Linked DNA regions of Zea mays: all the other regions are linked to region 4. Evidence: chromatin contacts called from public Hi-C data. All regions are on one chromosome and are shown on one strand. The core of a region is the stretch at or near the end of the contact, and the rest is flanking DNA. Distances in the headings are between cores, read along the strand shown. Region 1 holds the start of LOC100277930. Region 2 has its middle 5.3 kb from the start of LOC100280399. Region 3 holds the start of LOC103650470 (pyrophosphate-energized membrane proton pump 3). Region 4 has its middle 68 kb from the start of LOC103650473. Region 5 has its middle 46 kb from the start of LOC100277930.

Region 1 (5,519 bases), core at 699-3,198, 280 kb before region 4:
GTTAAGAAGCTCTTCAAGTCATCACATCACACTTGTTTTGAACTTTTAGCCTAGTGGATGCATTCTAGGTGTAACAAACATAATGACATGTAAATGCATATGATGTCATGCTCAAGTTTTAGTTCTTATAACACCAGGGGTGTTACAGATACAAATATCTTTTTAATCCTTCTAAAGCACCAAGACCGAGTGTGACTTTTGAGAACTATTAGAAGTGCTTTAAGGACTACTCTGGAAACTCCATTTTACCAAGGGATTTCTATTTCCTAAGAAAAAATGAACTAATTTTCCTTGGGAAAAATGAAAATTCTTTGAAAAAATGAGGTTCTCAAACTAGCCCTAAGAAATCGTTTTATCCATTTTTTTCAAAAAAAAACCTATGAGCTTTGACAGGGTTTTAAAAGGGTTTAACTTTAGGGTCTGTTTGGTTGGGCTGTGGCTGTAAAAAAGCTGTTGTGGGCTGTGAGCTGTGAAAAATGCTGTTGTGGGCTGTGAACTGCTAAAAAACTAAAAATCGTTTGGTGAGAACCACTAAAAGTCGCTAAAATTCTTCTATATATATTTTCACAGTTCCACTAAAAGCTGCTAAAAGCAGGTCTAGATGTGCTTTCATTTTTGCACTACAAAAAAATCGGCTTTTAGAAAAAGCTGCTTTTGACTCCGCTTGTAAAGCTAGTTTTAGCTTGTACTAGCTTCAAAATGGATCGTCGTCCGTATAATAATACAAGTCATTCTCATTTGTTTTCTTAGAATGGAGACAGACAGACACTACAATATAAACTACTAAGATGTCGTTAAGAAGAGCTCCGCTCTCTAGTTCTGTAGCGTAGAGTGATTCCATTTGATTCTTCAAAGAAAAGTAGGATGGTGAGAGTAGTTTTCTTAAAGCTCACAACTTCTAATGTAAATAATTAATTGATGTTTTTAACGTTTGTTTGGTTAAATGCTATTCCTTTCGATATGACAGCTTTTCGAGAATCTATAATACTAATGATCTAGCTATCACGGGCTTACATACATATGACGATAAAAAGATTTACATGTTTTAGGATTTAGAAAGCGGTGGTTTTCTCCGGTTATGACAACTCAATGAATTTTACATTCACGTTGATTCGAGTGATTTAAAAAATGGTTTTCGTAAAACCAAACTCAAAAGAGAATCGTTTAACTGTAAAAAAAAACAGATTGAAACAGTCAGAATCGGGCTAGAGTATAGATGGCCAACATTAGGCCCGCGAGTCCTGCACGAAGCCCGCTGTTTGGGCCTGGTCCGAGCCCGGCATGACCCGGTTCTATACGGGTCTGGGCCGATCCGGCACGAATAAGCGGGCCGGACTCGGATAGGAAATTAGGCACGGTGGGCTAGCCCGGCACGGCCCGTTTACCTTTAAGCACGTTAAGCCCGCTTTTTTGCACTAAAACGTGCTTTATGGCCCGCTTAGCCTGTTTTCGGTCCGCTTTTTCGTGCTAAACGGGCCGACCGTTTAAGCCTGCTGCGAGCCGGGCTCGGACAGAGAATCAAGCCCGCGGGCTTAGAAGACCTGTCCCGGTTTCTTAACCGTGTCTGGCGGGCCGGGCCCGGGCCGGGCGGCCCGTTTGGCCATCTCTGGTCAGAAGCCGAAAAGCATGGGTGTGAAGCTCTGCCACACGTCCTCACACGGTCCCTGGTCTAGCTTTACTCGTGGTCGCCTCGCCTGCACGCTGCCGGCCTGTAGGCTGTAGCTGTAGGCCATAACATACGTAGGGTTGGGAGGAACAGGTGAATGTGCTTGCATTGGAATGAGAGTCTGCCACATACACTTGCCGGCCAAAGTTGAGTGCACCGCCTGCAGGCGGCAGCAGCTCGATCGATCACACAGCTCACCAACACGTACTAGCTACTGACCTGGTCAAGTCCCAGTTCACCTGGACCTGCCAGATTCTGCGCTCCTATATATTCGTTGGAAACCAACGTCAATGCTTCTTCATCTCTAGCCAGCGTCGTCGGCTGACCTCCTACCGTCGTCATGGCTTCTCTTCACCCGTTGATCGCTGCTGCGCTCGTAGTCGCGGCGGCCTCCACGGCAGCGGCGGCGGCGAGCTGGGCGGCACCGTCGTCGCCAGCACGCCCTCTGTTCCGCGAGTACATCGGCGCGGAGGGCAAGAACGTGACGTTCGCGGACGTGCCGGTGCACCCGGGCGTGGACTTCCACTTCATCCTCTCCTTCGCCATCGACTACGCCGCGAACGCCACCAACGCCTCCGCGCCGCCGGTGCCCACGGACGGCCGCTTCGCCGTGTTCTGGGACGAGGCGAACCTCACCCCGGCCGCCGTGGCCGCCCTCAAGTGCCCCTCCTCCCGCGCCCGCGTCGCGCTCAGCCTCGGCGGCGACACCGTGTTCGGCGCCAACGCCACGTTCCGCGCGTCCTCCGTCGACGCCTGGGTCGGCAACGCCGTGGCGTCGCTCGCGGCCATCCTCACCCGCTACGGCCTCGACGGGGTGGACGTGGACTACGAGCACTTCGGGGAGCGCGAGACGCCCGAGGTGTTCGCCGAGTGCGTCGGCCGCCTCGTGCGCGCGCTCCGGGCCCGCGGCGTCATCTCCTTCGCCTCCATCGCGCCCTTCGCCAACCCGGACGTGCAGGCGCACTACGCCGAGCTCTGGCGACGCTACGGCCGCGACTTCGACTACGTCAACTTCCAGTTCTACGCGTACCCGTCCAACACCACGGTGCCGGAGTTCCTGGCCCACTACGACGAGCAGAGCGCCCGGTACGCCGGCGCCGGCGGAGGGGGGAAGGTGCTCGTCAGCTTCGGGACGGACCCCGCCAGCGGCGGCCTGCGCCCCGGGAAGGGCTTCTTCAGGGCGTGCCGGGAGCTGCGCCGCCAGGGGAGGCTGCATGGAATCTTCGTCTGGGCCGCGGATAACTCCGCCGCCGACGGGTTTCGCGACGAGCGCCTCGCGCAGACGTTCCTCGCCGGCAACGCCCCGGGTTTCCCCTGACGCATGCATGCGTTAAGCTCCCCGTGTCTCCGTTCCATATTTCCGTTCCTTGTGTACGTCTTGTTATGTTTTGTCGCGTCCATATGATTTTTAATTGGTCCAGTTCATTGATTATTTGCGTGCATCCAAACAAGCACAAAGATACTCTTCGAGGACCCGAGTTATGATGCATTTAGAGAGTGATTCTGCATTATATTTTCGTTTTAAACATTGACACAAACATAACTATAATACTTATATTCGGCCATAAAACACAAGGTCCGATAGCCCCGATACGAAGCATGGGCTGTCAATCCGATGCTCCCCTTCGTCTTTATAATCGAGTATCCATATCTAAGTGCTATAGGTCTTATTTTCTCCTGTACACATGGCAGCGGCCGCATCATAAACATAGTTAGCATGACGTCAAAAGACTATAAGCCCATTTGGTACAACTATAATAATACGCGCAAGCACACAAATAAGTAAGAGAGGTTTTAACCTCAATAAGTAAGAGATATTTTAATCTCGATTAAACACTGTGACTAAACCAGTGACAGATCTAGGTTTTTCATATAGGGTGTAGCGTAACAAAATTTTTATATACAACTATATGTATAGAAGTAAATTCGGCAAAGCAAACAGATATAAAGTCTAATATTTTAAAATTAAGTACGAAAGTTGCATATATTAAAATACAAATAATTCAAGCATGCTGTAAAATAGACATAAATATTGCAATACAATTTATTTGCACAAGTTTTCTCAACGTCCACTCCAAATAATATACCTCTCGCAATATCTCCTTCTTCATATTTCAGTCACTACAGAAACTCATAATGGATTAACCGTCAACAAGACAACAATCAACAACAAAATAGAAACACACACACTACAGGAAAACACTTAATTCCCGTCGGTCAGGAACCGACGGGAATAAGCATTAAACCGACGGGAATAACTAATTCCCGTCGGTTTAATGCTTATTCCCGTCGATTGTCAGCCGACAGGCGTCGGGTGTCGGAGATAAGTTTATTTCCGTCGGCCGCTGACGGGAATAATTAATCCCCGTCGGCCACTAACTAGCCGACGGGAGTTATGGCTAATTCCCGTCGGCCAGGACAACCGCCAGGAGTTATTAATTAATCCCCGTCGGCCATACCAGCCGACAGGAATTAACTATTAACTCCCGTCGACCAGGTCAGCCGACGGAGATTAACTGGGCCGACGGGAGTTAATAGTTAATTCCCGTCAGCTATGGTCAAACCGTCGGGGATTAACTGGGCCGACGAGAGTTAACCTATAATTCTGAAACAACAACACTAAATTAGATATTTCTCCACAATTGCACACATAACATACACAGAACATACACAGTTAAGTTAAGGCCCGTCGGCTGGCCTGTAGCCGACGGGAGTTAACTAACTCCCGTCGGCTTTTCATCTGGCCGACGGGAGTTAATCCGGTCGACGGGAATCTTCATGATTCCTATAGTGATATCTACATTGCAGCATAGCTCAACCATTAATCATTGGCACTCAAAGCTAGCAGCTAAGGTGAATAAGTCTAACTAATTCTAACAATCACCGAAGCGTCCACATGTAGAAGTATTGAGCGCAAGCTAGCGTTGCTGCTTCAAGTGATCACAATTAATGAATGCATAAATAAGAGTGTGGTCGACAGCTTAGTCGTGGTCAGTAGCTCTAGCCGACCCTTGCGACCAGCAACTCCAATTTCCCCACCGGGGTCGGCTGGACGCATCCACTATGGGGTCAGCCAAGGGGTCTTCTGCAAAACAAGCAAATGTGTGTTCCAGGGGAAAGAGTTCGGTATGCACTAGCTCATTAAGGGAAATCAGAGAAGAGAGAGCTAGTCTTAGAGAGAGGAGAGGGGAGATTGAGAGGCACCAAATCCACAAACTTGAGAGAGTGATTTGGGGATCTAGAGCTTCTCCTCACATGTTGGCTCCCACCTTGTGTATTCTTCATTTTCATAGTGGAGTTCTTGCTCGCCGCCGCCAGTGGGTTTTCTCTCCGCAAGGAATTTCCCAGGTAAATCTCTGTGTCTTCACTTGCTTGGGTATTTTGCTTGTCATATGTGTTGATTACTCATCATCTTGCTCGCTATTAGATCCATCACTTAAGTTTCTTGGTGTATGGTCTTGTTGGCATGAGGGGAATATATGTGCTCTTTGATATGTTGGTGATCTATTTATGGGGTAGATGCTATAGTGAGCTGATTGTTGCACATATATTGTTGATGTATCGCCGAATAGCAAGTGGTTGCCTGGTTTGAAGCTTAAGTGCTTCTTTTTGTTTATGCCCAAGAGATGTTCGGTAAAATATTTGTGACAGCTTAGCTTGCTGCTTCTAGGCCCGCTTCTTCTGCGTGCCAACCCTCACAAGTGGTATCAGAGCCATGTTATATCAAAGGCACTTGGTTACTATCTCGAAATGTCACATTTTGAAGTAAGCAAGTTTGATGGAACTGGTGACTTAAGGTTATGGCAAGTTAAAATACAATCTGTGTTAGTTGACAAGAGTTTGGATGGTGCTT
Region 2 (5,316 bases), core at 166-2,665, 460 kb before region 4:
CACGCCCATTCTGGCGCACCGGACATTGAACAGTACATGTCCGGTGTGCACCGGACATCCAGGCGGGCCCAGAAGTCAGAACTCCAACGGTCGGAATCCAACGGCATTGGTGACGTGGCTGGCGCACTGGACATGTCCGGTGTGCACCGGACTGTCCGGTGCACCATACGACAGACACCCTCCACCAACGGTCATGTTTGGTGGTTGGAGCTATAAATACCCCAACCACCCCACCATTCATGGTATCCAAGTTTTCCAGCTTCCAACCACTATACAAGAGCTAGCATTCATTGCAAAGCACACCAAAAGAGATCAAATCCTCTCCCAACTCCATACAAAGCCTTAGTGACTAGAGAGAGTGATTTGTAGTGTTCATTTGAGCTCTTGCGCTTGGATCGCTTCTTTTCTTTCGCATTCTTTCTTGAGATCATACTCACTTGTAAATGAGGCAAGAGACACCAATTGTGTGGTGGTCCTTGCGGGAAGTTTGATTCCCAAGTGATTTGAGAAGAGAAGCTCACTCGGTCCGAGGGACCGTTTGAGAGAGGGAAGGGTTGAAAGAGACCCAGCCTTTGTGGCCTCCTCAACGGGGAGTAGGTTTGCAAGAACCGAACCTCGGTAAAACAAATCCGCGTGTCACACTTCATTATTTGCTTGCGATTTGTTTTTCACGCCCTCTCTCGCGGACTCGTTTTAATTTCTAACGCTAACCCGGCTTGTAGTTGTGTTTATATTTGTAAATTTCAGTTTCGCCCTATTCACCCCCCTCTAGGCGACTATCAGGAGGCGAGGCCGAGGTTGTGGAGGCGGTGGACGATGGAGTCGATGGACGTGGTCGGGGATGGGACGGGGGCCAAAGTTGCGGCGATACGGGAGGGTCGGAGACTCGGAGGGCGTCCTGAGGCGGGTTCGGGGGAGCAGGCACGAGTGCGCTGGTAGATGCGGTGATAGAGAGGAAGGGAGCGGCGGCGTGGGCGGTTCCGTGGAGGACGCGCTACAGAGTTTGAGCCCGTAGCAGTCGGACGGTGTAGATTGACACATGCGAGTCGGACAGTTGAGATTGCACAAAGGCAGAACGGTAGACTACCCTTACAGCCTTAATAAGTAGTATATATCAATAGCAAAATAAATATCACCTTAAAGGTAGGCAACAAAGCATAAAACAAGCTTTGAAAAATAAGAGCGTATTAGAGACCAAATTATTGTACAGTTTGCGAGTAGTAGACTAGTAGTATGTACAGGGCCGAGGAGGACCGGACCGACGTACATCTCGCTGACTTTGACAAGTCAATGCGTGCATGCTGCCGGCTGCAGTGGATCGTCGAGCTGCCACGTACTTCCACACCGTACTACAGACTGAGCAATGCGACCACGAGACCGTGCAGTGTCGTATGCAGACCGCATGCACACCTGGGCTGGGCTGGGCCGGCTGGACAGGGGGAGACACGGTCCGCCGGTCCATCAAGTCGCAGTCGCAGTCGCATCCAGCCCAGCCACCCATCCACCCAGCATGTGCGCGGCGAGCCGGCGACACGGTGCCAGGACCTGCCGCTGCCAGCCCATCACCTAGAGTGTCAAACCGTCAACTATCCATCAACCGGGGTACGACCGTACGTTGCTTTGCTTGGGGTTAGGGCTTGACCAAAAACTTGTAGCTCGTTAACTCGCTCGACTCGACTCGACAGTGGCTCGACTCGACTCGACTCGTTTATAATTTGTAACGAGTTGAGCTTGTATTTCAACTCGTTACGTTAACGAGCCAGCTCGAGCTGGCTCGCGAGCTGATTCGCGAGCCAAACGAGTTAGAGTAATTAGTCAAATCACAATAATCTCCGATCCAAAATAGTTAATCTTGTACTCTACTATAGTTAATCCTGTTCTTTGTTGAGTGTGGAATCTTAAGTTGCAAACTCTATTCTTTTTTCTAAATAGATCTCCTTGTTTTCTTTTGCTACATGTTTTTATATCCGTTCGTAGACACTAGACATGGTATTATCGAGCTGGCTCGCGAGCTAAACGAGCCAGCTCGAGTTGGCAAACGAGTCGAGCCGAGTTGGATCTTTAGCTCGTTAACATAACGAGTCGAGTCGAGCCAGCTCGTTATCTTAATGAGCCAGCTCGAGTCGAGTCGAGTCGAGCCGAGCCAGCTCGATATCCACCCCTACTTGGGGTTAGTACTTCTGCACGACGGTGGATAGATTCCCGGCCTCTTGCACCAACACGACTAACGTATGAATCCGACTCTTTGACGAATGTAATTTATCGAACACTTAACAAAAACTTACTTTATCAAATGAAATAATCACCATAATAAAGCACTCGGTGAAGATCGTTTTTGCCGAGAGCCAAACGGTCGGCATAAAATGGCTCTCGGCAAAGACGTCTTCCACTCCTACTTATCTCATATGTGAGCAAAGAGCACGAGCCTAGGTCCAATCATACCATCTCGGCAAGACAACTCATAGCATCAAATACATGAACTCCATATTATTCCTTACCTATTCGTCGTTCATTTATTATTATATATCTTCTCTTTGCATTATCGTAACATTATGACAAAATATTACAGATTCAGCTACAAGAAGAGATGATGCAACATGGGGATATGAATGGCAATGGGTCGGGTTCAGGTCGGGTAGAGTAAATACCCGCCCACGACCATACCCACGGGGTTACTCCTACCCAACCGTGACCATACCCGTGGGTAAAACTTTGTACCCGTGCTCATACCCGGATATGACAACTTTCATGAAACAATGTCTAATTTTTATCACACCCTCTACATATGGTATCATAACATCTCGACCAAGTTTCATGATTTTCTGACTTTTTGTGTTTTATACAATTTTTAACAACTAGATCTCAACTTCGTGGTCATGTTACATGAACATGGTGTTCAAAATTTGTGCTTTGTTCCTAAATTAGGTCGTGACTTGTTCTCAATAACATGAGTATCATTTTGGCATTCATTGCTTTCCATTTTTTTAGCGACTTGCAGTTCAAATTTGAATTATTTGAAGAAATTCAATTAAATAAATTAAATGTAATAGGTATAGTAAACACTTTCATAATTGTGCCAAAATTGAACATATAGGTCCATAGGCTGTATTTACACAATAGAAAAAGTTTGTAAAAAAGTAAATAAACTTTGCTGAGTGTCAAGAGAAGACACTCGACAGATAATTTCTTTGTCGAGTGTCCGTCTGTGACACTCGGCAAAGAATTACTTTATCGAGTGTCTTCCTAAAGCCTTCAACGAAGTGGTGTTTGACACCCATCACAAATTTTATGGACTAACAAGTTTGCCTAGTTGGTTATTTCTCAGGTGCATAAGTTAATCTTCATCAATTCTAAGTCGACTGTCTGGAATACCATAGATTATTCCGGACAGGAGAAGCTTTTTGGAAATTCACCTGTGCGCGGACCGTTCGGCCCTTCTAGCGGATTGTCCAGGCCCTTCTAGCGGACCGTCCATGACACTAAGGTGTGCCTTGGACAGGAACTATGTAAAACATGAGTTAACACTACAGACTGTCCGAACGAGAAGCAAGCATCGACCGGGACCAAGCCCGGACCGTCCGGCCTCAGGCGTGGACCGTCCAGTCGTTGAAAAACCATAAAACCTCGAAGGTGACGGGTTTAGTAAAATGCATTTTTAGCGTCCTCGTGGGCCATCCTGGTTGCACGACCGGACCGTCCGCGACTGTTGTGTCTAACATCTGACGACGTATTTAATGCACTATAGCCGTTGATATAGCCGTTACTGCTGACCGTTGAGATTTCAGTCGTTGATGTACACGGGGCAGGGGCGGACCTTTCGGACCAGGAGCGCGGACGTCCGCGATTGGTAGAAAAGGGGCAACGACTAGGAAGTGGTTGGTGGCTATAAATACAACCCCAACCACCTCCACTCAACACACCCAAGCATTCTACTCATACACATTCAATACAAGAACTAGCAATCCATTCCAATACACATTCAAAGCTTCCAACCTCTCCAAGTGCCACAATTAAGACAAGTGATCATTAGTGATTAGTGACTTGAGAGAGTGTGATTCGTATTTCATTTGTTGCTCTTGTTGCTTGGTTTTTAATTGTGCTTTCTTCACCTCCTTCTAAATTCTCTAGTGACTTGTAAAGCTAGCAAGAGACATCTAAGTGTGTGGTGGTCCTTGCGGGGTTTTAGTGATCCTTGAGATTAAGAAGAAGCACTCAACCGGTCTAAGTGATCATTTGAGATAGAGAAAGGGTTGAAAAAGACTCGGCCTCCATGGCCTCCTTAACAGGAAGTAAGTTCTTCGGAACTGAACCTCGGGAAACAAATCATTGTGTTCATTTGTGTTTATCATTATCCTATGATTTGATTCTTCCTCTCCCCTCTCTCCAAGTTCTCTTGCTCACAATATTTTGAGTTAGCTCCCAAAGTTATCTGCAATGATTGAGCAACTCATAGCAAGAAGAACTCTCTTATGCACTCCGATTTTGTTATTACTTGTTTCTAATCCTTACCCGAGTGAAGTTCGTGTTTAAAGTTTATAATTTTCAGGTTTCACCCCCTCTAGGTGACGTTCAGTTTTTTATAAAAAAAATGACGAGTGTCGTCCTCGGAACACTCGGCAAAGTGTTATTTAAAAAAATTCGGGTGCTAGATCTCGGGCACTCGGCAAAACAGGTTTATGTAACCCTAACCAGCCGACTCTCTCTCACACTTCTTTACTCACTCACTCCACGCAGTCATCGTCTCTACCGCACCCCGCACCCAGCCTCCGCACACCGCCACTAGCACTTGAGCTCCGACGACCGCCCACCTCTGTGTGCTCCATCGCCATCCACGGCTCCATCGTCGGGAACATGCCAATAGTTGATTTCTTTTTCATATATTTTCTATGTTTTCTCTAATTGTTTATTCCATCTGCATACATGTGAGTCTTTGGCCAAATAACTCAAACAAGTAGAAATTTAGTGTTAGATGACAATGGTATTCTTTGGCCATCTATTTTTGTTTAGTTATTAGGAATATATATTCTAATACAATTATTTTCCTAGAGTAAAAAAACTACTTGTAAGATGAGCTATAACGTTGTGAGCCATTAATCAAGAGACCTTTAGTACTAGTTTGTAGTCTCGATCGAAGTAGTTGATGTGCATGGATTGAAGTAGTTGATGTGGTTGGATATATTGAAGTAGTTGATGACCATTATAATATAAGTAGTTGATGTGTAAATGTCCATTGTAATTCAAGTAGTTGATGTGTAAATGTTCATTGTTTCTATTAGTAGCTCTCTAGTGTTGCTAGAATGCTAGTACTCTTAGTAG
Region 3 (5,049 bases), core at 814-3,313, 270 kb after region 4:
TGGTCTTGTCGAGGAGCGGAGATGGGCTGGGCAGCACACAACCGCGGGGGGAGGTGGGATGGACATAAGTGACGGCGAGGTGTGTGCAGCACACAACCGCAGGGGGAGGTGGGATGGACAGAAGTGATGGCGAGGTGTGTGCAGCACGGGTGGGAGGCGAAATCGCTGGAGGGGAAGGGACAGGAGAGCAGATGCGGGGTGTGTGCGACGCGGGGGGTGGCGGGATGACCGGAGGGGATGGGTGAGGGAGGGGCGGGAATGATGCGGCGCCCGTGGCGGCGGACGAGAGCGGGGGCAGAGGCACCGCGAGCGAAGGTGTGGTTCGGCGGCGGCACAGTGAAGGCTGTGGATCCCCCTGGCCGCGGGCAACGCAGGGATGGGGACGGGGCAGACATCGACGCATGGGGTGGTTGCGCGGGCCGATGATTGCGGGCAGTGATGGATAGTGTGATGATGGTGGGGCGATGATGGAGGGTTCTTGGAATTGCGCGGCCGAGAGCGGGGCAAGGGGAGAATGTCGGAGGCAGGGGCAGGCAGAACCGTGCGCCAGACAATGTGGACGCCTACGGTATCTTCTTAAGAGTAGTAGAGATATGGCCTTTCCGTACCGGCCATTTCGTGCCTGCCTTAAATAAGTCGTAAGTCGTGCCCGCCCATAGCCCGTGATATCGGCCCACTTACAGTTTGATGCATCGAGCCGGTCTAACCGATCTAAAATATTTCAGATCGTGCCATGTCTGAGCTATGTTTTTTTGCGTTTTGAATCAACTCATCAGACTCGGTCTAAATGTATACCTATAGAATGGAGCCATTTCCCTTTTTCATGTTTTTGGTTGAAAGGATAAGAACAAGATCCATCCTCTTTAAGGAATATCCACGAAATACTCGTAAATACTCGTAAGAATGGAGTTTTCCTCCACAAGAAAAAGACATATATTAGAATTTAGAAGATGTTTAGTTTTTATGTAATAATTTATAGTTCCTATATTTTATTTTATTTTATTTTAATTCGTAATGTGGGTCGGAGAGACTCCACACTATAGTCCACCTCTTTTCCATCTTCATCGTGGTCATCCTCCCATTAATATCTCCAACAAACTTATCTCACTCTCTCCCACTTTCTACTTCAAACTAGTGGTGGATTCAGACCCGGGGCTGCCCGGGCTGCAGCCCATGTCACGACCCCATCTCTGCACTACGTTAGAATGCAGCAACATCGTGCGCTAGCCCTGTCCGTGCTGCAAGAGCAGCTCATGCCATCAACCTAGCATGCAGTAGCTAGCAGCCTAAAAGCAGTGCACTAGCAACTAGCAAGCTAGAACCATTGTTCAGCATCCAGCCTGTACAGCGCACTACCTACCAGGCGCAGACAAGAACTATTGGACAGTGAACCACCAGGCACAAGAGTAGCACCAGCATATTTGCATGCCTGCAACAGCCTAGAACTCTAGGTTAGTTGTTTATCGTAATTTTAATTAATTTTGTTTCATCAATTATTTACTAGGTTAGTTAATAAAATTAATGTTTATGTTTATAGAGATAGGATGGATAAGTTTTTCATAAAAAAGATGGTTTAACATAATACTTAGAATAAAAATTTTAAACTTGTCTTAGTAGTCCCTCCTTTAGGCTTTCTGGATCCGCCACTGCTTCAAACTCCACTCTTTAAAAAATGTAATCTATAGCAACAACTAATATGCAATCAGACCTTATATGCAAGTGCAAACGAGCCTTTTAGTCCGTTAGATCATGATCTAACTGTAGACATGATCGTGGTTTGTTAGGGGTTTTTTATAAATCTATACGAGCTGACGGTGGAATGATTTAATTGTTAAATATGATATATTGTTGCATAATCTAATGAACCAGGAACCTCGCTTGCACGCTTGCACATAAAACCTGATTGTATATTAGTTGTTGCCGTAATCTATGGTATATAAAACGAAATAATTGAAATTCTATCACTTGAAACGTTGTCTGCTTGTTAATATTACTCTTGTGTCTATGAATTGTGGGGCCATCCGTGTCTATAAAATGTCGAACTGATGACAATTTTATGAATATGTTTTGTGGTGACGGCAAATACCAAATTCTCTCAAAACAAAATATTTGGAATACGATCGTCGGTCCGCTGGAGATGCCTGCTGCCTCCGTTTCTGTTTGTGTGCGTGTCTCGGAGAAGCTCTCCCTCGCCTCGCAGATCCGCGGCCTGCTTTGTTGCTGCTTTGCCAGCAAGCTGCCGCGCTCATCCTCGCGCGACGCCAGCGGCGGGGTGGCCCCTCTCCAGTGACCCGGCGACTGCTCCCGTCGGTGCCGCCGCCGCCTCCTCCTCCGAGATCCATTCCCGTGCCCGCGGCAAGGACCAGATCCATCACCGCGCCACGAGCTACAGCAGGCGACATCCGCCCCGGGGTCGCACGCCGCCTGCTAGCCGCGGACGTCCCGGGAGCCCCGTTCGCAGACGCCTGCACGCGCGCGGCGCGCAACGAGCTCCGCCACCTGCCGTCGTGAAGCAGCGGTGAGAACCCACCCTGCTCCCTCTCCCGTAGCCATGTCAGGCATGTCCCGCTCTACAGTCTAGACATTGAACTACTGTCAGTTTTGCTCGGTCTGCTGTTGTTTCTATATCCATGTGGTTACGAACACAGGATGTTTTACCCCTTTATTTACTGGTTCTGAACTTAGAATTACTACGTGCCCGATAACTATTCCTCACCCGACACTAGTCCTAGTCCTGATCGCAGAAGTGAGCAGACAATATTTCTGCTAGATGTTTAACTTACTTGGTTCGCTCTGAACTTAGAACTGCTACCTGCCTGAAAATTATTCATCACCTGACACTAATCCTGATTGCAGAAATGAAGTTTGAACAATATTTTCTGCTAGATGTTTAACTGTGCAAACTTTCAGAGAAGAGATCTGTTATTTGTTAGATCTCGCCCAACTAAAGCCTTCCAGCTATAGGCTGCTGCTGCCACTATTACAATTACGTGCCTTATTGTTTAACATTTAACAAATACTGAAACATATCTCTGTATTGTCTATTTTTGCTAAATGCCACGTTCATGTATGAGTGTATCCATATCTGTGCTACATAGATTTCAGGTGTGTCCAATGAAGACTATACTTTTCAGTTGTCTTTATTATAGAAGGTGTCTTGGTACTCTGTTGCTGTACTTTATTTTATTTAACCGGAGTTTATGTTTTAGGCAACAATTGTACTTTGTGTTTGATTATTGTGATTCTATAGAAGATTCACTATACCTAGCTTCGTGCTAATATCATCTTGTAGACTTGACGGCAAAAGGACCCTTTGAATCAAAGAGAAGTTCGTCACTGAGGCTGAAGAAAATCTGGATGTGTTTACCTTTCAGGGCTTACTAATTTTGAGAGGTGTCTGACATAGACTAAAAAAAAATCAGCGCCAGGGCTCAGGGAGCGACCTACCCCAAGGTGGGGAGTTGGTTCCTTTTCCAGTAATAATGAGGGCAAATTCATATCCCATCATGATGGAAGAGGACATGGAAAATGGAAGGTCGTATCAAGAAAGACCAAGGGCTTTTTCAACAGTACGAAGCAAATCATCTGTACCGCTGGTATGGACTATTGCTAAGCTTTCTCCACCTTTAAAAATACATAACTGACTTTTGTGGCTACATTGAAAAGGACAAACTTAGCATCCATTCATATGTCATGTGCTCACTTTGTGTGTGTATTTCGTTCTCGTTAGCTTGGGATTAAAAGGCTATGTTGATGTTGATGCTAGTAAATGCAAGTACATGGTATTTGTCCTGAAACAAAGCATTGTGGAATGTCCCTGTTTTTGTTGCTATATTCACACTATTTTATTTTGGATGGGAAAGAAATATTCACACTGTTTATTTATTTATTTATTTATTTATTTATTTTTCTTTCATTAGTTTTAATGTATATGGCTATTGACAATTATCGTGAAAGGACCTCTAGCTGAGTTGGTTAGGTGGTCTGAGTAGCACTTATAAGTCCTAGGTTCGACTCCTCGTGGGAGCGAATTTCAGGCTATGGAGTAGCACTTATTAGGTCCTGGGTTCGAGTCCTCGTGGTAGCGAATTTCAGGCTGTGGTTATGAAAATCCCTTCGTCTATTCTACTCCAAAGCACAGGTCTAAGGCCCGGTCTAGGTCGTTTCACATGGGCTACGGTGCCGCCGTGTATGGGTGGGGCAGGGATTCGGGGGGTTTCTCGACCTACGTGAGAAGGTCTTCTTATTTTAATGCTCGGGGACTGTCTTACCCTTGCATGTCGAGTTTTTTTTATTGACAGTTATCAAAGTGTACACCAAAGAACAATTTAGCACACTATGGACACTACATCATTTCTTTCCATCTTTCTTTGTTTTAACTATATATTTATACTTTGAAATTTATACATAAAGTAGCCAAATAAAATATATCCCTTTTTTCTCATCAATAATGACAACAAAGCCTTTCTGACTTTGGTCCTATCTATTAAAGAAATCCTGTTAGTCGCAAGTCAGGGTAGGTTAAAAGATATCCTCTTTTTCTCATATTCCAAAAATGGTCATTCAGGTAAAAGAGCTGGCCACTGTAACACTCTTATATTCTTTATAATGGGATTTCAAATGAGTTGAATTGAAGTACTTTAGGCAACACTGGTTGACAGCCGCTTTTTTTTTCCTATCGAAATATGCACTGATTCATTATATTATGTTTCAAACTTGTATGATTTATGGATATTTCATGTCATAAATTTTGATAAATAAAAAAAATCTTGAAGTGTGCATTTCTGCTGATTGATCATCTCGACACACTGTTTTTAACATGTCACGAGCAACTGTCAAATATTTTACGTTTGTCTCTTATTTTGTCTATTTTGGTTGCTATACAGGCCTTCCGTTTGTTGATGAGGGTAAATCCCCGTGCCGTGATTATTCTTTCTCTTTTGGTCTTCAGTGGTGTTTTGTATGTGGGAGCTAGTACATCACCAATTCTGGTCTTTGTGTTCTGTATATGTACTCTCAGTCTATTCTTCTCTGTCTACCTTACAAAGT
Region 4 (5,359 bases), core at 1,429-3,928:
TTGCATACATGGCTGCATGTGAATCCGAGAAAAGGTATCACCTATTTTATTCAGGCATGCCTGCAGGCATGCAGCAGTCATCAACCGCGCACAGATAACGTATGGAGTTCTACGAGTGTGTCGGCAAGTGGTTGGATCCGCGGCCAAATGGTGCTGGCATGCCGCACAAATTGCAAAGCCGTTGAATGTGACCGCACATCGCGGGCGCAACACCCATCAGGGGCGAGCTATTTGTGTATGTAACCAGAGTGCCGTAGCGGATTATCTGTTCATCTCCTCGATAATAATCAAATCAAGAACAGTAGATCCAACCAACTTAAAAAGAACAGACCATTGATTTACGAGCGATCTCGCCGTGTGGATCCGACCATTGATTTTCCTTTCTTTTACGAGGAACAGATCAAGAAGAGTACATCTATTCTAGAAATGTATACCGCGTGACTGCGTAGAGGTGAAATCGAAGCCTGTCGCGTAGGACAGTTCGGCTAGGCCAGAGACCTGCCGGCTTGATGAAGAGGTGATGCAGATCCGATCCCGCAGCAACGTCCAGGTAGAGCGTGCTGATAACGTGTTGAGAACTACGTTACCACGGATCACCAGATCCGCTCTCTTCCCTCCCGTCAGCAGTAGAGGCGCAAGAAGCTGTAGAGAACTTGTCTCCCTTCCAATAAGCCCAATAGAGGAAACACACAAGATACAGGATATATATAGGGTTGGGCCTCTGACCTCTTTCTCTTCTCTATAATATGAAGGGGTGTACAAGTTCTTTATATAGATATGTGAGACCCCTTAGGGGCAAAGCAGGTATTTGCCCACATAACCCTAACTAGGGTTACTTAACAGGCAGGTCGTCCGACGACGTTGAATCGCCTGGCAGTCCGATGAACACTACTGGGAAATATCGGACCAACTTTGTCAAGTATTTCTTGAAGCAAAATATATAAGAATAATGTCTAAATCAATGTTTTTAATATATTGTTCTCGATAGAACATGTTGCCAAGCTATTTAATCTTTCTTGTGATATAATTGACCTTAAATATTTTTTCAACAATAACTTTGAAAAAATTCTTTCACCTAAGGCTACGATCTCTCTTTCTTTTGTTCCTCTTTTAAGCACCAAATAAGTGCTTCTTAAGCAACCTTGTAGAACTAAATTCATAAGGCAAAATAAATACCAATAAATACTACTATACTTATATATCGATGCATGATATAATCAGGGATGCATATATGAATATACCTTCAGGAGAAGACGATTGGGCAGGCTGGTTTGATAATAGGCATTTCTAAGTGGAGATTTTATTTGAGTTTTATCTTATTTAAATAGCTTTCCATATAATTAAATTTGATGACATAACAAGAATTTAATAAGAAGATAGAGAGTTATAATTGTATTATAGGACACGATAAGAATTTAATAATAAGAGAGATAGAGAGAGTTCCATCTAGAGGATACGCGATTTTATAGACACAAATTAATATAGTATTTTTAAAAACTGTGTAATAAAATTCTATATTGAAACTAGTCTTTAAAAAATTGGGGCCCCTTGTTGCTAGGGCCCTAGGGGTCGCCCCTCCTGCCTAGGGCTAGAGCCGACCCTGGTCGTGGTTGCTTGCAGTCTTGGAGGCAGGAAACAAGTTTTAGGTATGGCGGGTTTATAAAGATCAACCATGAATGTATAGTGTAAGGACTCACTAGACCATTATCTAGATATGTACTAATTAGTTGCTCATGCATCGCTGCGAATCTATATATCATATAAGGAGACATTGCTTAAATGAGATAGTTATTCAAACATGAACCAAACTTATAGATTAGGTGAATGTGAATGACGCAGTACATGGTGTGGGGTTAGACAAGATAAACTTTTCTCTCTCGCTTTTTTTAACGCTCTCGAGATTGGGGATAGTGAGGGTGGAGGTACTAAAATGACAAAATGGGAGGAGGCACGACCCATTTTATATAGTGTCATGGCTTAGCCTGATATGATTTCAAATGGACCCGTGTCATGTCTGGACCGTCTTCTCGACTCGCGTGGTGCCGATAGGTCCGTCACATTTTTTTAAAACTATTAGTATATATATTTATAATACCTATCCTTTATATAGCACAACCCAACAAGTGGTGTAGTTGTTAGGAGACATTAGTTTGTTCCTTGCGATGTGGGTTTAAACCTTAGCAAGCGCGTGATTTCTCGAATTTTCGCCTTAGCGGACACGCGTGGGAGGGGGACGACGCACAAAGAAACCCCCACACATTATAGTAGTAGATATAGAGATGAGATAGAGATATTACATTGTGATTAGCAAATACTCCAACGTACGCAAATCCAGAAGTAAAAAAAACATTGGCATCTAAAATACTGAAGACTACATAGAGATGCTTGAACACCAATTCATCATCTTTGTTAACTAGCTAGATCTCTGTTGTACGACCTAGTTGAACTAATCAACACGAGTGTGGTGGTAGAAGCCAAACGTTTTGATATCCGGTGTGAGAGAGAAAATTTATTCCCTTTCTATACTCGCTGGGGGAGACCATATACGAAGAAACTCAAAATATAGTTAGACATTAGAGATAGAGATTAGAGATATACGGACATGTAGCAGCCCATCGGCCAGGAAGACCCACTACGAGACCGTGGCTTCTATCGTGGATCGTGGGCTTTTGAACTAGGCCCATGAGCTCTACAACATGCCCACCAGCCACCAGATATTAGACCAGCCCGTTGTGTTTGGTTTGAGCTTAAAACAGTATGAGACAGGAAAACACCATCTACTTAACTTTTTGGATCACGTTACCACCAAAAATTATTCTGATGTTCACCTCATTATCGTGTGACTCTCGTACAAACACTATAGAAAATGTAACCCACTGCCTTACATCTCTCCTTATACATCCATCTAATATTGTGCATGTATCCGCCATCATGTATTGTATTTCACGTACATGTACATATACACATAATATACTAGTCTTTGGTATAAATGTTAGGTTTGGCGGTTGCCAAACCTTTCCATACAGCTGCCTCCGTCCTTGTTTGCTCGCGTGACCTCAGAATTTCATTTGGAATGCTAGTAAACAAATCACTCATGATCCATCCAAATCCTATCGATGTGCATATTGCAGCGCTAGGTACCATGCACAAAAGGCCAAAACGAATCATATCTAGTCTCGCATAGATCCAATAACTCTCTTATTTGTTTCGTCATAGAGTCGTGCACAATATTATGTCTTTGGTCGTGTGATAGTATTGATGATGTCTTATTATGGTGACAGACATACTTATTTTAGAGGTAGATATGTCCTATCATATCGATAAATACTAGAGACTACACTGTCAGGTACAACATATTTGGTACCTGTTGTAGAAATATGTACTTTTTGATACTCTAGCATGCCCAAGCGTGGCTAAAGGGGGCGAGACACATATTGATAGTGGTCTTGAGTATGCCTACAACTTATTTTACGATAACAGTGCGTATATCAGACTGCAATATCACAAATCACATTTAATATGATGTACACAAGTGTTATTATAAGTGCAATGGAACCCTAATTATGAGTTTTTGTGATAATGATTATGTAACTAGATAGCTAATATATTTTTTAAAAACAAAAAGATGCACATATTCACTGTAGTGGTGTCCCCAATTGCTTAAGGAGTTTAAGTTTCATTTTGTATTTTGAGTACAGGAAAGTCATACTATCAGCGGACATTCAATCCACAAGTTTGAATGCAAAATAATATGCTCAAACTCCACCATACATACCAAAAAAGGCTCAAGGATATTTCCATAAACTTTCAGTTCAATCAGACAACCTGTGCTTGAGCGACATTGTCGCTCCCTGTCAATATCTCTCCCAACCTAGCAGTGTTGCCCCTTAAAAATATCTACAAGGTAGGTGAGGGGTATTTATACCCTTTTACGGCTCCCAACGCGGTAACATCTCGATCAGCACCCACCAGTGCTCAAAATATAGCTCTCTCTCTCTCACACACACACATACTTCATTGGAACTTCTCAAGCCTCTCCACTCATCTTCATTGTGATTCCTAAGTGATTGAGTGTCGCAAACAGTGAAATAGAGCTGGCCAAACTGTTTTCCCATCTCAAGAGCATCCAATTCGAATTTAAGTCGATGGTTGGATCTTTTTAGTCTTGGAGCCTTGCAGCTAGCAGCTAATGTCGTAATGCGCCATTCGGTGAACTACAGTAAGATTTGTGATAGTCCCATGCAAACACAAGGTTGATTGCGCCCCTGTGGTTTGAGTTTGTGATTTGTGATTTTCAACGGAGTAGCATCTCGAGTTGAGTCGTGTTGACTAACTAGGGCATGTATGTGTATGCAACATGTCTCTTGGCTTATGATGTATAGGTGTGGAGTTCGGAGGCATTGGTTGATAGCGAAGGTGAAGGTCATGCGGTTTCACGCTGATGGACCAAGAGCGGTGAAGGACAAGAACTAGGTCTTGGCTGACAGACTAGAGAAGTCGGATGACCAGCTACGGTGGCTGACACCTAGGGTCATCAGCAAGCGCGAGGACATGACAGTGCTATTTGTGTTGTCGATGTGATAGAGGACTGGTGTGACACATGTCTAGGATGTGGGGAAGCGCATGGAGTACGCTACCTATGGAGGTTTGGTAGTTGAGCCTCAGAACCATCCAATAATAGTTTCACGAGTTTGTCCTTAAAATCTAGCATCACATTTTTGGAGGGAATAAGATGTAGCAAGTGGAGCCATTGCAGAGTGTACATCAAGGCAAAGAAACTTCATGAAGTCAGTGTGGCCGTCAGATTGACGGATTAAGAGTTGGTCCATTTTGTCCATGGATGAGTGAATAATATCTATGTATTTAGGAGTAGTTTAGTAATGTGTAAAAGCACTCTATAAATAAGAAGGAAGGGCTACACCAATGAACCATCTCTCTAACTATCACTCTAGGCATCTATTTGGGGTTTTCCTCTCTTGTTTCTTTTGTTAGGAGATCCTTAAGTACTTTGGACTTGTTGCATCTATGTTTTTATGAATCAAGAACAATGGTCTTAACCACATAGGGACCTCTGTGGTAAATCCTTGCACAAAATTATTTGCTTGAAGTTCTTCCTTTAAGTTTCTTTATCGAGCTTTTCATTTTGATCTTTTCTAGTATTTTTTGAATTTCAGTTATTGAGGTCATTTGGGTTGGACAGAAACATGCAAGGACCTATTGAAACCATTGCCACTAAGTGGTATTGGATGATCTATCTTAAGCTGAAATTTCTAATCGCTTAAGCCATTTTGAGAAAACCCAATTACATTTTGCATTTTTCGATGTGACTTTGAAGTTTAATTTTTTAGGTCAAATTTTA
Region 5 (5,401 bases), core at 1,324-3,823, 330 kb before region 4:
GAGCTCCCAACGCCACCAAGCCGTCTAGGTGATGCCGATCACCAAGAGTAACAAGCCGTAGACTTTCGCTTGACCAAGAGAAGCCTAATGCAAGTGGTGTGTGCTCTAGGTGGCTCTCGCTAGCGCTAATGAGGAACAAACGCGTTCTCTAATCTCCTCACTAGGCTTTTGGTGCTTGCAATGCTCTAGCAATGTGCTGGAATAAATGTGGGGTGCAAGACATTGAATATGGTGGGTGGAGGGGTATAAATAGCCCTCACCCACCAACTAGCCGTTACCAGCATTTTCCTGCGCACTGGCGCACCGGACAGTCCGGTGCGCCACCGGTGCGCCAACGGTCGTTTCCAACGGCTAGTTCTGACAGGTAGCCGTTGGACTCATGGCACACCGGACAGTGAACAGTCACTGTCCGGTGCATACCGGACAGTCCGGTGCACTGTCCGGTGCACTGTCCGGTGCGCCACTATAATTCAACTCTGAAAACCTGCGCTCTCGGGTTCCTGCGAGGGGAAGGGTCTTCCCCGGGCCAGCCTGGCCCCACCTGGCAGAGGGTGCACCGGACAGTCTGGTGCACACCGGACAGTCCTGTGCCCTAGGGCCAGAAACCCTACTTCTTGTTTTTCAGCTGTTTTTTAAATCGGTTTTCGTTCTAACTTGTGAGTGAGTTCTAGAGTGACACTTAGGACTATATGTGATTGTGATTGTGCACCAACACTACACTAGAACTCTCTTGGTCAAACTACTCATCGACAACCCCTCTTTATAGTACGGCTAAAAGAGAATAAAAGACCTAACTAAATCACGAGTGTCCACATCTCCTTGACACTCGGACTCCGTAGTCCTTCACCTTTTGTTTCGTCGTTTTAGCCGTCACTTCGAGTTCTTATCTCTGAGATTGTTTTCACCGTTGTAGTACTTCTACCTATAATGCGACCTAACTTACCATTTGTCTCTGCAAAATACACATTAGTCACATATAACATTACGTTGTCATTAATCACTAAAACCAACCAGGGGCCTAGATGCTTTCACTAACTAATAAATACCTAAGTAATTAGCTACTACTAACTAATACTAACTAGTTAACTAACGGAACACTGACTAGCTAAATAACTCACTGAGTAACTAAGTTAGTTATATAACTACTTAAGTGACTAGCTACATAACTCACTAAGTAACTAAGTTAGTTATTAAATTACTAACTATTATAACTACTTAAGTTACTAGTTAAGTTATTAATGCATAAAAATATATCTCCCATTCTTTACCTTTTGTCCTAGAGTAGACAGTAACACAGTCTTTTTCACCTCAATCTTCACCTATCTTTGACGACTCTACATCGTCTCGAGACGCCTTAGGTGTCTTGCCGACCCCAAGACAAACCCTAGGATCTCTCCTCTCCGACGAGGTCCCTCCCGGGAGCGAGATCCAGGTGCTAATGGCGAACGCCGTCGCCCCTACGCACACGCGGACTATCCAGCCAATAGACGGGACCGTCCAGCTCCACCGAAAGGAAGAACCGTCTTTGCGCCAGGTCGCGGACTGTTCGGCCCTAAGTCGCGGATTATCCATGCTGCCGCAAAGAGCACCGCCGCCTATACACATCACAGTGATTGACGTCCAGATTAGCGCCAACAACAGCGAAAGAGAAAATGACGTCGTAGCTATAGGTATATAGAAGCTTGGAGCCAAAACTTGTGGTATTGAGCTCGACGTGAAGATCTTTAGCACCGAGGTGTACGCCACGAGGTACACAGTGCTATGACTTATGACGTTGAGCCATTCAGTGTGGATGTTACAGCTCACTACATCATCGACTAGGATCAAACATGATACTAGTCTCTGTAAACGTATAGAGTGTTTGGTTTGAGGAATGAGCTAGTCCATCATCTTCCCACTCCTCACTATTTTTATCTGGTTTATGGAATGGAATGAGTTGATCCATCACCACCTCATTCCTAATATGTAGTTAGTTAGTACTAATATGAGGAATAATGTTATCACACCAAATTTGAGGAATGAACCCATGATGCACCACCTCAATTTGGATGTAGTGATTCCTTAAACCAAACATCCCCGTAAAGTTTTAATTAAAAATGCTAAAATAATAAAAAAATCAGCGCAGGCGGTGCCCGTTCGCATGGGTTTGCGGTCGCCGAGCACGCGCGCAGCACCCACCCTGGTGGGCCTCGACCGATCCGGACTCAGGAGGAGAGCCGAGTCCGAGCCTCCGAGGATTTGAGTTGACGGCCAGACCGTCCCGGGCGGCGACCCGTTCCGCACGCGGACCCGGTCGGCTCGGTCTGGTGTACGAGTGGACGACCTGCACACTCTTTGTGGATTGACCTAGAATAAGGATGACCGGGCCCACACACACAGAGGTTGACGACACAAGCGACGCTCCGGCACCGTACGCACCGACACGAAGATCGCACGGGCGCATCACATGTGCATGCAGTAGAGGAGCGACGGCGCCGCGGCAGAGGCAGACGCAGTGCCAGGCTGTGCCGCGGTGGCTCTGCCTGCGCCTGCACACTGCGCCAACGCCCTACCGTACGGGTACGGCCGGCTCGGGCACGTGGGCGCGCTCGTGCGGGATCATCTTGGGCGCCGGCCCAGGCCCGCGGACACCGCTGGCTGTCCGGCCGGGCGGGATCGACGAGCGTTGGCCTTTACTACTGGGCCGTCGCCTCGGCCGCGGTTCCGTCGCGTCTGGCGCGTCACATGGCCTCTCGCTCGCATGCGCGTGCACTGCTCGTCTGATCGTGTTCGGGGTCCGCGTGGGCCGTCTCCTGTTTGGGCTTCCACCGCTGTGGGCTGCGACAGCTACCTTTGTCACCCGAATCGAAACCGTAACAGGAGTAATGACCGATTCTAGTTTTATTATATGTCGTGCTTTGCTACAGTTATTATATATCATACTAGGTCATTGTCTGTGCGTTGCGACGTCATACAATCACAACAATCGAGAGCTGTATTTTTAGAAACCACAAGAAAACATTTGGTCTTTCGTGGTCACGGCATACAAAATCGAGATAGAAATGAGAAAACAATGTGAGTTTCAACTACAAAACAAACATCAGGAATAAAATACAGTAATTATAACACTATATGAAATGGTTACCAACACACGTTTGTCGAGCGAGCGTATGCGCGGAGCTAGCACTCTTCTAGCAGGCGCATCCACTCCCCGCCTGCTGCTGCTGCTGCTAGTTGGATTGGCTAGAAGTCAGCTTTAGCTTCAGGTTCACGTCCACCATGTCCTCCAGCTTCGCTAGAGCATCTCCGTTCCCGATAGGACCACGACGATCTTGCGAAATAGTGATTGTAGCAACACAAATGAGAAAAGAATCGATGAGATGCAGTGTGCGCAGCAGGGTACATCAAAGAGTCTAAGTCTCTATGTCGTTGCCTCATTGGAGAATACATTATGCATCAATAAAGAATAAATAGATATAAACTTCAAGATTTTCTAGTTGTTGAACTTGTATTACCTAAAGTGTGGCATTTAGATAACGTACCTCACTGTATCAGCCCAGTTACCAAAAGGGTGGTGCATTAGAGTGCTCATATTCTTGTCACCATTGCACGTTACAAATACACTTTTTGATCCATTCATTGTAGCCATTGTGAAACCAAAAGTATGTCATGGAAGGAACTTCATGTCCTACTAATGTGTCATGGAAGTCAACTTGAAAAATGTAAATAGAATAGTTTTTGCACTCTATATGCAGGAACTACCATACTATGGCTTGATCCACATGAAGCTGCAATCAACTTAGCACATAGAGCTACTAAGCAACAGGTAACAACAGATCTTACCCCCACATGTGAATAAACCTCATTTTAAATAGTAGTAATACTTTTAAGCATGTTGTATGTGAAACGTTCCAAGCGAACAAATGAACTAAAATAACATTTAAAATAAAGACAATTAACATATTAGGAATATAATAATTATTTGACTATACTCCTAATACTTGGTCGATTCTCTCAATCCTCATATCCGTTATGTTTGGATATACACGGATTGAATCAACACACAATGTGTCCTTCGTATGCGTACGATCAATCTGCATCATAGAGAGCTTGAGTTTCGTCACCTCGTCTAAACTTGATGTCCCAACCGTGTCGATTTGATGTCCCAACCATGGATATTCTCAAAACAACGCCCTCTATGGCCGATTAGCTTATGCGATCGACCCAAATAGAGTAAGAAGAATAGGCTGTATGAACCAACAGGAAAGCAGAAATCAATCTCCAACCTACCTCTAGTCACCAAATCTGCTTAAGATAGGCAACAATGTAAAATCTACAATATAAACATGGCACTTTAGTTATGTACCAACAACCAATTCATTAACAAAAGAAATACATTAAATGTTCACCGAAAAATAACAACGAGTATAAGATCAGATTATTGTCTTGTTGAAGAACAAAAGAAAATTCCTACCCAAATAACTGTTTTTAGTTAGACCATCTCGCTCCTTCTAATGAGTACATTTACTACGGGAAAATGAAAACAAAAACAAAGTACCATGTGGATAGGTGGCTCCAGTACCTCCGATCACCTCTCTCTCTCTCTCTGTGTTCAATACTCTCTCCAGAAACCTCCCTTGTTCTTCTCGATCCAAAATTCCTACTCAAATATGAAAGCAGAACTCTCCAAATATGAGATCATGATGCTCCTAAATATCCATAGAATGCAGCCACTCCAAAAAAGGACGATGATGCAAACCTCCCTTGGTTTTATGTGATTAATCTTCCGTTGTAGCCAAGCACACTCACATGCAACTTCATATAAAGAAATTATCTCTGAGTGGTTAGTAGACATCGCTACTAGATTTTGTTTGCATATCCAGCACCTGTAAATCCCACCAAATTTGGGTCCTAATTTTTCTAGGGAAATAATCAAGATCTAAGTGCCTTAAAGATATCTAAGTTAGTCTTAACGCTTACTTAATGTCTTCTGGATGGGTGGTCTTTAAAGGGTGAGCTTTGGCCATATTAAATCTCTTAAGTACCGTCTTGCTATACGTCGACTGGTGTTGAAATATTCCTTTAGGGAAATGTTCAATCTGTAGGGACAAGCAAACTCTATCTTTTATGTATCCCTTCTTCAGGAGGAATTTGCTGAGCCAATACTACCACATCTACCTAGATTGCTTAAGCCTATACAATGCCCTTGGCAACTTCACATTGTACATGTTGTCACTTCTAGAAAATCTGAAAGGAAGCACAATGCATTCTCTTTAGTAACTTGTTGTTGCATGCATTCCTGCTTGGCTGATACTAAATCATCCAGTTTTCTCCCTATTTTCCTAGGATGGGAAGTACGAGCAGAGTCCACACCCTACAGGGGTATCTCCACTCTCTCTGGTGCATTCGTCGTACGAATATG

Evidence for each region. Hi-C and Micro-C count contacts between places; a contact is called where the count stands out from the background.
Region 1: a contact with region 4 is called in a Hi-C map of ear, with 2.7 times the contacts expected there. The contact joins the promoter of LOC100277930 here to the enhancer-like site in region 4. A contact is called at or near these places in 2 of 25 Hi-C or Micro-C datasets (ear and tassel).
Region 2: a contact with region 4 is called in a Hi-C map of tassel, with 4 times the contacts expected there. The contact joins two enhancer-like sites. A contact is called at or near these places in 2 of 25 Hi-C or Micro-C datasets (ear and tassel).
Region 3: a Hi-C map of leaf shows a contact between it and region 4, with 5 times the contacts expected there. The contact joins the promoter of LOC103650470 here to the enhancer-like site in region 4. A contact is called at or near these places in 3 of 25 Hi-C or Micro-C datasets (ear, leaf and tassel).
Region 5: a contact with region 4 is called in a Hi-C map of tassel, with 2.7 times the contacts expected there. The contact joins two enhancer-like sites. A contact is called at or near these places in 3 of 25 Hi-C or Micro-C datasets (bundle sheath, ear and tassel).

Annotation. Positions count from the first base shown.
Region 1 is chr3:120,116,821-120,122,339 of Zm-B73-REFERENCE-NAM-5.0, reverse strand. LOC100277930 reads left to right here and starts at 1,948. Exons shown (of 1, transcript NM_001367300.1): 1 at 1,948-3,114. The coding sequence starts at 2,007. The coding sequence ends at 2,984.
Region 2 is chr3:120,299,845-120,305,160 of Zm-B73-REFERENCE-NAM-5.0, reverse strand. No RefSeq gene overlaps it. Among protein-coding and RNA genes, the nearest start is that of LOC100280399, 5.3 kb to the right of the region's middle. Within about 2 kb of position 1,415, at least 17 of the 20 cell types and tissues checked have an H3K27ac peak or open chromatin away from gene starts, as enhancers often do. A contact at or near this core is called in ear and tassel, where this site is marked.
Region 3 is chr3:119,565,810-119,570,858 of Zm-B73-REFERENCE-NAM-5.0, reverse strand. LOC103650470 (pyrophosphate-energized membrane proton pump 3) reads left to right here and starts at 2,063. Exons shown (of 15, transcript XM_008676058.2): 1 at 2,063-2,518; 2 at 3,293-3,596; 3 at 4,887-5,049. The coding sequence starts at 3,483.
Region 4 is chr3:119,837,645-119,843,003 of Zm-B73-REFERENCE-NAM-5.0, reverse strand. No RefSeq gene overlaps it. Among protein-coding and RNA genes, the nearest start is that of LOC103650473, 68 kb to the right of the region's middle. Within about 2 kb of position 2,678, at least 14 of the 20 cell types and tissues checked have an H3K27ac peak or open chromatin away from gene starts, as enhancers often do. A contact at or near this core is called in bundle sheath, ear, leaf and 1 more, where this site is marked.
Region 5 is chr3:120,163,868-120,169,268 of Zm-B73-REFERENCE-NAM-5.0, reverse strand. No RefSeq gene overlaps it. Among protein-coding and RNA genes, the nearest start is that of LOC100277930, 46 kb to the right of the region's middle. Within about 2 kb of position 2,573, at least 17 of the 20 cell types and tissues checked have an H3K27ac peak or open chromatin away from gene starts, as enhancers often do. A contact at or near this core is called in bundle sheath, ear and tassel, where this site is marked.